2 separate regions of the Mus musculus genome follow, and region 2 is linked to region 1. Evidence: chromatin contacts called from public HiChIP or PLAC-seq data. All regions are on one chromosome and are shown on one strand. The core of a region is the stretch at or near the end of the contact, and the rest is flanking DNA. Distances in the headings are between cores, read along the strand shown.

Region 1 (5,577 bases), core at 1,790-4,289:
TGTGTTCAGAGGTTCTTCTGTCATATTCATGGCCACGGGAACCCTGTTCACTGCTTCTGCTCCCTCCACCCTCATGAGCTGCTGGTCAATGACCCCAAGAGGAAAGTGAAACCCATACTTTCTAACAGAAATGCTTCACATGGCCTAATCACTAGACCCCACATCCTTAAGGTTCTTCCATGTCTCATATCACCATACACTGGGGACCAAATCTCTAGAATATAAGTCTTTGGAGGAGTCCACATCCAAACCCCAACAGGCATCAAAATCAAATTGGATTCTTTCAAAGATCCAAGAGATTAAGTATAAAGTTTTTAATTGAGTTGAAATTAAGAATTTCTGTTTATAAAAATATTATTAAAAGAGTGAAAACAAAGCATATGGCATGTAGGAAGGTATCTGTGCATTTTGAAAATAAAAGATGCATTTTTATCTCTTGTTTCTTACTGCAAAGAACAATATGAAGAACTCAGAGAACCCAAAAGGAAAGTCCACCAAAGAGTTGAATTATTTCATACTTAACCTAACAGAACTTCTGAAATTTCAATAAGCACAAGACTCCTAATTATATTAGTCACCAGGGAATTGCAAACTATAATGTAGTTATAACTCATATTAAACACTATGGAGATGGATATATCACATCATACAACCTAGCAACTTTTCTTCTGTCAGGGAGCTACTGTTCAGATAAAAACTCAGAACCACAAATAAGAATGTTGAAGTATCACTTATTATATTCCCAGGATGTTGTACTTACAACTCACAGCAACTGCCACTGCCTGTGTAAGATTCATCCAACATTTTAGCAAAGAGTAGGAAGGAGTTCATGAGTCCCCCCACACAGGGAAGAAGCCATAGGACTTTTTGAGGAAAATTGGGGATTTAGTTTTCTTTAAGGGTGCAGCTCCTGACACCTAAGATCATGGCTCTACATCCAGGAGTATATGGACAGAACCTATGATGGATTATTTAAAAAAAGAAGAAACGAAGAAGGAAAAGACACAAAGTTGAGGAGGGGAGAGACATGGGTGGTAGATCCTGGAGGAGTTAAAAGGAGGAGCTAGGAATGAATATGATAGAAATATTCATCAATTTCTCAAAGAATTAATAAACATATTTCAAAATTCTCAATGTCCATTAATAACACACTACAAACACTGTGTCCATTTTTATAATAGTAGACTATATAACACTGAGAATTAATGATCATGATCCATAAAAACAAATAATTCCTAAATATAGACTTGTGTACTTACTCAGTCCTATAAAAACACACATCGGAAAATTAGAGGAGGTCCAGTATGAGTAGCAGTCATCTTGATGACAGAGTGCATAAAGACAATGGTGATCCCTAGAGAGAATCATGATTAGAAATAAATCAAGGCTTTGCTAGCATGTCACTAATTTTCCTTTTGATTTGTCATTGGTGGCAATGCTGTTTAGTCTGTGACATTTACCAGGCTGGCATTTGTGCATGAATTATGTTGTATATTGTATCTCAGCACAAGATTGAAAAATGGACTGTCCCCATCTTATTTGTTAAAGAATTAAACAATGCACAGACCTATTCTGTTCTACCTCATGACTTCTGAACGAACTCAATTCCATACTCACGTTTTATTTTGAAAAGAGACAGAAAGGAGGCGCTTGGCAGTAGGACTTATGTGGAGCAGAAAGGGCAGTGGCCAATTTGGATGGATCTCTGAGGCAGTCTAGATTTATGGAAACACTGACATTTTCATCCCTCAGAGCCAACTAAAAGGATGGGGAAAATTGACTCTGGCTGCCTTAGGTATTTCTCAGCTCATCATTCAACAACTGGCACATAGCATCCACCAGGAACATTCTATGCAGATACATGCCACTTCCAAACAGATGGACTGCTATCGTGGCTTCCACGTCCTAGGGAATGGCTTAAGGGATACTATTAGATCAGGCCCTGATGACTGGTACAGTTAGCCACACTCTATAAGGTGATATCATGGTCCACATAAGACCATGGAGGAAATCAGTGTGAGCATTTGGGACAGTACTGCTGTGATACAAACAGCTGTTGGTTCAGCTACCTCCTACGCTTACATGCTCTGTTTCATCACTTTATCATGTTTTAAATGTATTAAAATGTCACTCTGATAAAGAATGATTTTAATCATGCCACATTACTTCCAGGAATAACGGGGGTAATAGTCACGTCTCTCATAAACTTTGGTTCTGTGACAAGGTCACCTCTGCATGGACTGTATCACAGTCACCCATTGTCACCCCTTAAATAGTAAAGAAATGAGAAAATGGACACAGGTTGTGTTGGTATGGCACTCCTCATGTGTGAGACTCCCACAGTGGACACTTAAGTTGTTCTTTGGTAATATACTGATTTTTAAAAATAATAACATTTAAATGACACAGTAATAGTAGTCACATTAGAAATACTGGCACTAGAAATTTTATTGAACCTGCTGATTACACCACAAGAATCAGTAATATTAAGCAAATTCATATCCCAGACTTCCAAATCTTATACAGGAAACAATTCAAATTATTAGCCTTTATTTTCTTGTCTCATTGCTATTATTTGAAAACAAATAAAACATTAGAAAGCTGTTACTAATGCATTGCTACACACACTCCAGTGAAGTTTGCTTGGCAGGCCGCGAGGCCTGGGAGCACTCATGAGGCAAAGAGTTTCACAGAAACTCACCTCCTGGAACTTTGGCGTTCTAATAACCCGTATACCCTATCCCCGAGTTAGTCTGGTGTATGGATCCACGTGCTCTCTTTTAGTATTATTTTATTATAAGTGCCTTTAAGATTGAATTCTGACATAGCTAAGCCTTTGCCAGTGTTCCAATGTCCCAGAAAATCCTTGAAGCCAACAAACTGGGAATTCAGTAGGAATTCAGTGAGAAGGTTACCTATTCAGTAACATTCAAATTTACTTCCAGTAGAGACAGTGAAACTAATTAGGCATTACAAAGAACCGAGCCCAATAGCTCGGGCTGGTCTGCGGAGTGTTTACTTGAGACAATAACCAGTCTTACCCAGACAAGGGAATTCACAATGGCCTAGCATACAGGTGGGTACACCAGGAAAGTGTTAGGGAATCCCCCTGAGACAGGTTTCTTCACTTGGCCCAAAGAAACAGCATAAATCAGGCATTTACGAAGAACCCCTGGTGGTGGGCTTAAGAATAGACTAGCTTTACACCTGGCTCCCTTTTTAGTGGCTTCGGCCTGGTCCCCGCCTTCTTTTGCTGTATACATTCCTTTTGTATTGTGTCACTGTAACTCGGTGGATGTATCTCGCCTGGTTTCTTGTTATTCTTCTGTATAAAAAGTTCGATGCTCGACTTGACAAATTACATTCAGATTCTACACAACCTCTAGTGTTGAATTTGTCTGTCATTTTCACTGACTCCTTGCCCATCTACAACCAGAGACCCCGTTCTACGCAGACAGGGGACCAAGAGGGTCTGTGGCATAAACTGACATTTGCATTTACCAAATTAAAAAAGTTGAGCCCAACACACTACTGTCTTTAAACAAAAACAAGTGGTCACATAAAATGACAGAACTGAAGTCCTGTTTCCTTATTTTCATAAGCAATGTTCTATCACTCTTTAATTAGAATACATTAATTAAATGCAGGAATATGCTGTTCCCTAATAGAAAAAGAAACTGCACAGGAAATAATCTAGTCTCCTAAATTTGTTCTCTAAATTCACTTGTATATCTGAGTCTGGAGAGAATACTCTATAGATAGGTGTTCTCTAAATTAACTGCTATTAAATGTAATACATTTTAATTAGTAAGTAATAAAAAACAGCCTAACTTGAAGCATGGATAGATATTGTTAAAATGCAAAAGAATAAACAATATAATAAAATGATAAAGCCTTGTATAGATGGTCCTCCAGGGAAGACATACAAATGGCCAATAAATAAATGGAAAGATGTTCATTACTGTTAATATTCCATGATATATAACTCAAAACCATCAGGTGATATCATCAATCAATAATGACACAACGGAAAATAGCAAGTGTTGGCATGGATTTGGATAAGTTGGAACATCATGTGTTATAGCCACAATGGAGAACCATAGGAAATTATGATGATTACTCCTTCTCAAATTGAAAATAGAATTATTTTATTATCCAGAATTCTGTTTCTGGGTATATACTTAAAAGAATCAAGCAGCTTTGAGTACATAAATATGTAACCATTTTTACAACATTTGTTGTCACTTGAGTTTTTGATCTTAACCATTCTGAGAGGTGTAAGATGGAATCTCAAAGTCATTTTGATTTGCATTTCCCTGATGGCTAAGGGAGTTGAACATTTTCCTAGTGTGTCTTGGCCATTAGAGATTCTTGTTGAAAATTGTTTGGCTCTGTACCCCATTTTTTAATTGGGATATTTGGTTTGTTGATGTCTCGTTTATTGAGTTCTTTATATATTTTGTATATCAGTCCTCTGTCTGGTGTAGGGTTGGTGAAGGTCTTCTCCCATCATTTAGGTTGCTGTTTTGCCTTATTGGTAGTGTCCTTTGCCTTGCAAAAGCTTTTCAGTTACATGAGATGCCATTTATTAATTGTTGATCTTAGTGCCGTTAGTGTTCTGTTCAGAACTTCAAATCTCTGAAGAAAGAAATGGAATAAAATGTCACAAGTAAGAAAAGTCTTCCATGCTCATGGATTGGTAGAACCATCATAGTAAAAATTACCATCTTACAGGTTCGATGCAATTCCCATCAAAATTCCAGCACAACTCTTTACATGAAAGAGTAATTCTCAACTTCATACAGAAAAACAACAATAACAAAAACATGTCAGAATAGCTAAAACAATCCTGTACAATAAAAGAACGTCTAGAAGTATTACCATCCCTGACTTCAAGCTGTACTACAGAGAAATAGTAATAAAAACTGTATGGTATTGGTATAAAAACAGACAGGTTGATCAACAGAATAGAATTGAAGACCCAGAAAAAAAGCACACACCCATCAATATTTGATATTTGACAAAGAAGCCAAAACAATACAATGGATAAAAGAAAGTGTCTTCAACAAATAGTGCTGGACTAACTGGATGTCTACATGTAGAAGAAAGCAAGTAGATCCACATTTACCACCCTGCACAGAACACAAGTCCAAGTGGATCAAAGACCTCAGCATAAAACTGGACACACTAAATCTAATAGAATATAAACTGGATAACTGCCTTGAGCACATCAGCACAGGAGACAAATTCCTGAACAGAACATCAACAGCTCCTCTGCTTTTTGTACTGTGTGGTTTCTTGTCTCCTGCTTTGGCTTCCTTTGTTTGCTGCCTCTGGTAAAATTCTTCTTTACTGTGTAAAAGTAATATTTTTGGTTCATGAATCATTATCAAAGCAAATTATATCTTAGCACTTCATTTGTTGACATCCTGTTCTTTGGTGGCTCTTCATTTCACTGAACACTCAAAAATCCTCAGTGTTGTGTTAGGTGGATTTTCCCAAATAAATAAATAAATAAATAAATAAATAAATAAATAAATAAATATTCGAAAAGAAGCACGTCGGGAACTTAGAATA
Region 2 (5,577 bases), core at 1,782-4,281, 290 kb before region 1:
GGATGCACTGACAAATCCAATTCCCATCTTTACTGTTTTATCTTGTTTTCCCAAGGAGCTATTGTCATCAGATAGCCAGTACACCTGAATTTCATAGTCTATTTCATCTACTCTATGTCTTTATTGAAAACCAAATTTCCCACAAAAAAAGCCACATCCAGGTTAACAATTCTGCAAGATTGATTGGCCATTTCTGGTTTTTGAAACAAGTATAGTGTAATTCGACCTGAAACACACTTGTCTGGAGCAATTCCTGAAAGAATTCAACATGTGTACGCATATGAACACCCAGTCATTAAGTGCAGAAAAGACAAAAACCCATGTCTGCTATTAAACTGGCTTTACAGGCATCAGGTGGTAATGTTAAATGTGGAGACCAGTTGAGAATGTGAAACACTATCCAGATCTCAATTCACAGATTCTTCACACCCAAGAATTCTCAACAGATGGAAGCAGCCCATAAAACAAGAGAAGGGGTCTTCAGGGGAGCCAGCCGGCGCTACAGCAGATGCCTGAGCACTGAGCTGCCCTGAGAAATCTGAAACACTGGGCAAGACACATTGGGCCTTTGTCCACAGCTAGCAAAACAGGGCCTTCCCATCCCCAACCCCCACTACCTCCAGCCTCTCCCAGCCACAGGCAGGAGCCATACACTTCCCAATCATGTGCATTTGTCAGCTCAGTAGGGGAAAATAAAAGCTTTCATTGAAATAGCTACAGGCCTAGGGCGTTACCAAGGCATGTATTTCCGCACTTCCCACCAAATTAAAATGCTCAGTAACTCCAATGATGGCCTAGAACTTGCCCTGAGAGTGCAAGGGCCAGGACATCGTCCAGCCTGGCTTAGATATACTCACGCAAGGAGCTCACCTTGCTGCTGTAATCCCTCCATTATGTACAAGAAGAAAGCACTAGAAACATTTATGTGAGCTTACCAATCCTTGAAAATTGGTGACTCATTTATCCTTGAGAAGGCAAAGAATGCACTTAAGGAGGGTGTAGTGAGGTCTTCTCCTGCTTCTTGCAGGAGACCTTCCAGATATTATCAATTGAAAGCCACCAGTGCAGTAGTTTCCCACCATGGGAACAATTGCATTCAAAAGTGGCTTGCTCTTTCCTCCTCAGCCCTGATAGCAGAATTCTAGAGAACAGAGGGTGAGCCTGTGGGTAGGTCAGTGTGCACAGTGGAAGCATGCATGAGTGGCTTCTGAGTCAGGCGTGTTGCTGCTAATCTGCTGGGAGATCCTCAATGGTTAACATCTAGTAGCTCACTTGGAAGCCATTCCACAGACCCATTCTTCTCCAAGACTAGGAATCATAGAGAGATCCCAGATCTTCTCCTTCCAGTCCATGCCAGGTGGTCTGCTAGGCATGGGTCATACCATAGTGACAGTGCATATCTTCAGGGAGGGAACCTTTGGGAAACTGAGGCAGAGCCATGCTGTGGCAGCAGCTGTGGGTAGAGAGTAAAGACAATGGGGTATATTATAGGCAGGGGATGCCTGGAGTTTTGCAGATATAGAAATCTGACTTGAGAAATCACTTCTGAAGACCACTAGCCATCTATAAAGTATTTACAGAAGCAACAGTTAAAATGTAGGTAGTAACTTCAAAATTTTCTCAAATTTCTTAGAATGCTTTATCTGTATGAAGTTTTATGACATCCAGGGTTAAATAATAAACAGTTATCTAATCCTAATAGGAAAATTTTGAATCAAAGTAGCCAATGTGTAGTTTTTGAGGCAAGACACATTGGACAGGAATACAGGTACTCCAGCTTCCCTGTGAATTACATCACAAATCCACTGGAAGTTGAAGTCATGCTGAAAGTGTGTATCATATGCCAACCTACCAATAATCCTATCTTAGCAATCCAGTGAACTGTAGAGATCAACTTCCAATGACCAGATTCTTGTCAGGGCAGGGAAGCAGCCTGTCACCTGCCTTAGGAAAGATCAAACTTCAAAGGATTTCTACCAGATATTTAGGTTCTTACTGTTTCATTTCGGCATCACGGAACACCTGGAGCAGGCTTGCTCACAAATTGCTGCTCTTTCTCCACATGGAATACTAAGATTTGGCAGCAAATTCCTCCTTGGTGAGGTCAGAATACCAGCTTCTTCCATTCTAGTGCCACCAACCAGCCTGCAGGCTCTATATAGTCACATGAGTGTCTTACCGTATTTCTCTGTAGCTTTTTCTTTGCTGTGCAACAAGCTGGAGGACCACTGATCACTCCTGTCAGTCCCAGAAGCTTCAGTCCTGATGCAAATAAACATGAATTTTTGTAACCTACTATTATAAGGAAGAATCACCAGTCAGTACATACAATATTTTTCGTGTCTGAGAAAATTCTGCAATGCAACTTCGTGGTGAGGATCAAACCCAGCTTCTACCAGACTAGATTCCAAGATTCGTTTTCAAACACACAAAGGAGTCTTAGGATGTCTTATTAACCTTGGTTTGTTTCCTTCTTCCTAATTATTGAATGGGTGTCTTTGAGAAAAAGCATAATTCTCAGATACTCTGTTGGCAAGGTGGATTCTTATTTAATCCTAAAATTCTTGAGAGTCAAAGAATGTGACTGAGGGCTAATCCTAGAGCAGCATTCAAGACACTAATACTTGTTTAAGACTGAGATGAATGGAGTGTTCAGCTAGTGAAAGGCTCATTTTCATCCCCAAAGCACTGTGACTTGGTGTATGTCTGGCTGCATCCCATCTGTCAGCTTCTGTCAATCAGAAAGGCTAATGAGTCTTTCTGAAGGTCCCTTCTATTCAAGAAGAATCCTTTGATAGACCCCATTTCCTTTTCCAACTAACACTGGATGGCAGCTAGTGCATAAAGTGCCATTCAGTGCAGTGTCTGGGCCTCATCTGTCCCCTATTCACCAATAAAGTATAAGAAAATAATTTTTCATATTCTTTAAATGTATCTTAATGCTTCAAAATTCAAACTGTCAAGAAATACAGGCATTACATGACCCTGCCCTTTTTATAGGTGAGGAAATGAAGATCACCTGTTAAACAGGGTGTGTGTGTGGGGGTGTCTCAGATTGTGGAGGGATGAGATGCAAATGCTGAGCCATCTCCTCTGGCAGTCCTTTCTGCCAGGTTTCAGAGAAAGCAAGAGGGTGAATCCTCTTGAAATCACCTTGGAGAGAGGTCTGTATGAAGCTTTAAGGTGGGTGTCCTTACAGTGTAGTGTGTGCCCAGGCAAGAATGACACACCTTACAGCCATTTCCTGAGCTAATAATTGAATGAGTTAGGTTTGACATTTTCTAAAGGGTAGTGAGCTCAGTCCTCTTTTCTGAGCTAAGATGGCCAGTTCAGCTTTAACTTACAGACATCCTTGATCTCTTTGTTTCCTAAAGCATCCGCACAGCATGCACCCCCACAAGGCTTTGAGAACAGAGAGATGCTGACTCCTCAAACAGTCCTCATGTGTTTCCTGACTGTAGATTTGTGGCTATTTGTCTCTGCTCTTTAGCCTTCCAAACAGCCTTGATCCAAAAAAGGCAGGATGTCACTTAAAAATCGGCAAGGAAGAATGATCTTCCAATGGCCTTGTCTCTCTGAATTCAGTGTTTGCTACTCAGGTTGGAACAGTTGAAGTCTTTTTTTCTAGATTTATGGGATCCCATTTAGGTGAACGGGGAATTGCTGGAAGTTGAAACGCCTTTAACACATTTACACACCTTGGCAGCAGATTTAATGGTCAAATGAGCTGAAGGTCCCTTCTGTTCTGTGCATAAACTCTCGCTCTGGTTTTGAATAAAGCTCATAGACAATTGGAGCAGGGATTGTGGTGTTGAGTTCAAGTTTATCCAGCACCTGCTTCCCATGGGGTCTTCATCTCCTTCATCCCCTTCATCTCCAAGGGGCTGATGTTTTTCATCTCTAATATATGGGTAGAAAGTGCCACTTGGGTCTCCTTGGGACAGAGTTTATATTTTAGGCTGGGGCTTAAACATGAAGCAAGGTGAATGTGATTAAAAATCAGAATTGCTCTGAAGTTTGAAGACAACTTGATGCTCTGAGTTCCTATTTTGGGGCATTTAAGATTTCAAGATTTTTGCATTATGATCATTGATTAGTAAAGTCTATGCAAATATCCTCAAATCTAAAAATCTGAAAAATTCTAAATACTCTGATCCCAAGCATGTTTTTTGATAAGGGATCCTCAGAGTAAAGACAAACACCACCATGCCTTGCCAACTGTTGCTGCCAAAATTTCACATCACTACCAGTAAACACTTATTATCTATCATATACTCTGGACTGCTGTGTTATACACTGTGAAACCTAGGACTGTCATCCTAGGAGATTTTTTCCCTCTCTCACAAGGTATATAATTATCAGGAAGCTATACTTTAATAAGGGCACAATGTAGGCTTACACAGGCTGGATTTGTAGCCATGACAATAACCACAAGCTAGTAAGATTGCCCAGGGACTAAAAAAAAAAAAAAGTTGGATTGTTGTCTTGAAAGAGTATCCTTGAAACTAAGGGGAGAGTGAATAGTCTTCAGAAAACAACACACTCCTGAGTCACAGCAGCCCATGGTTTAAAATTATGGCTGCTTGTTCTTTGACTTTCATCCATTATCATGGGGCCTTCTTGCAGGGGGTACAGCCCCGTGGTAGAGCTTTTGTTTAGCATGTGCAAGGTTATGTGTTCAGTTTTTAGTTCTATTCCAAGTACCAGCAAATTAAAATCAACCAACTGAATAAGTAAATAAATAAACTCCAATCCAAAGCCATATTCATAAAGCACACCTTGCTCTTGCCTGTGTGGGCTGTATTTGCGGTTCACTTCCTCTAATGCTCTGATTGTGATAGAGATGTAGGACACAGGACAGTCCTGCCTTCTTCACTCAGTCCTTAGTTATTCCTAAAGCATAAGGCAGATGGCTACTCTCTGTTGTTATCTTGACTGCATATGAAATTAACTAAAATATAAATGATTGGGTTCACCACCACAAGGAATTTTATTTTATTTTATTTTTTTATTTTTATTTATTTTTTTTGTAAATCATTTGTAGTGAGAAGACCTACTTTTAATCTTGATCTTTGAATTGGGATCTTTAATCTGGGACACATCTTCTCCTGGCAGCCTATGCAAAGGTAATGGAAGAAGGAAGTTTGCTCTCTGTTCTTGATAGCAAGTCCCTTCTTTTATTGGCCTTAGAGCCTGTTTTGGGATCCTGATGTATAATGAAGGACAGATGAGACATCTTGACTCTCAGACTGAACAACTACTGGATTTTTGGGCTTCTTCTTGGTAGACAACCATTGGTGGACTAGCTGAAACATAGCCCTATAGCCTATATGCCATTGTAATTAATCCCAATTGTGTGTGTGTGTGTATTAGTATTTTTGTATATATTCATTCTATAAGTTCTGTTCTTCTGAAGAACCCTGATGAACTGATGAATACTGGAGAGAATTTTCCTGTGAGGAATTGAGGTTACTTGCCATGAAAGCTATATTAGAGAGTGACTTTCTAGCCTGTGCATCCTGATGCACTGCCATCCGTCATCTTGTGAACATCGTCATGAAACAACCTGTCAGGAAC

What was found. HiChIP or PLAC-seq counts read pairs in DNA pulled down with a chosen protein or histone mark.
Region 2: an H3K27ac HiChIP or PLAC-seq map of embryonic stem cells shows a contact between it and region 1, with 2.6 times the contacts expected there. The contact joins two enhancer-like sites. A contact is called at or near these places in 4 of 115 datasets of contacts at active chromatin or transcription factors (all in embryonic stem cells) and 1 of 9 other capture datasets (embryonic stem cells).

The regions. Positions count from the first base shown.
Region 1 is chr4:5,513,138-5,518,714 of GRCm38.p6, reverse strand. No RefSeq gene overlaps it. Among named protein-coding and RNA genes, the nearest start is that of 4930423M02Rik, 120 kb to the left of the region's middle. Within about 2 kb of position 3,039, at least 10 of the 459 cell types and tissues checked have an H3K27ac peak or open chromatin away from gene starts, as enhancers often do. A contact at or near this core is called in embryonic stem cells, where this site is marked.
Region 2 is chr4:5,802,910-5,808,486 of GRCm38.p6, reverse strand. No RefSeq gene overlaps it. Among named protein-coding and RNA genes, the nearest start is that of Gm24337, 120 kb to the right of the region's middle. Within about 2 kb of position 3,031, at least 9 of the 459 cell types and tissues checked have an H3K27ac peak or open chromatin away from gene starts, as enhancers often do. A contact at or near this core is called in embryonic stem cells, where this site is marked.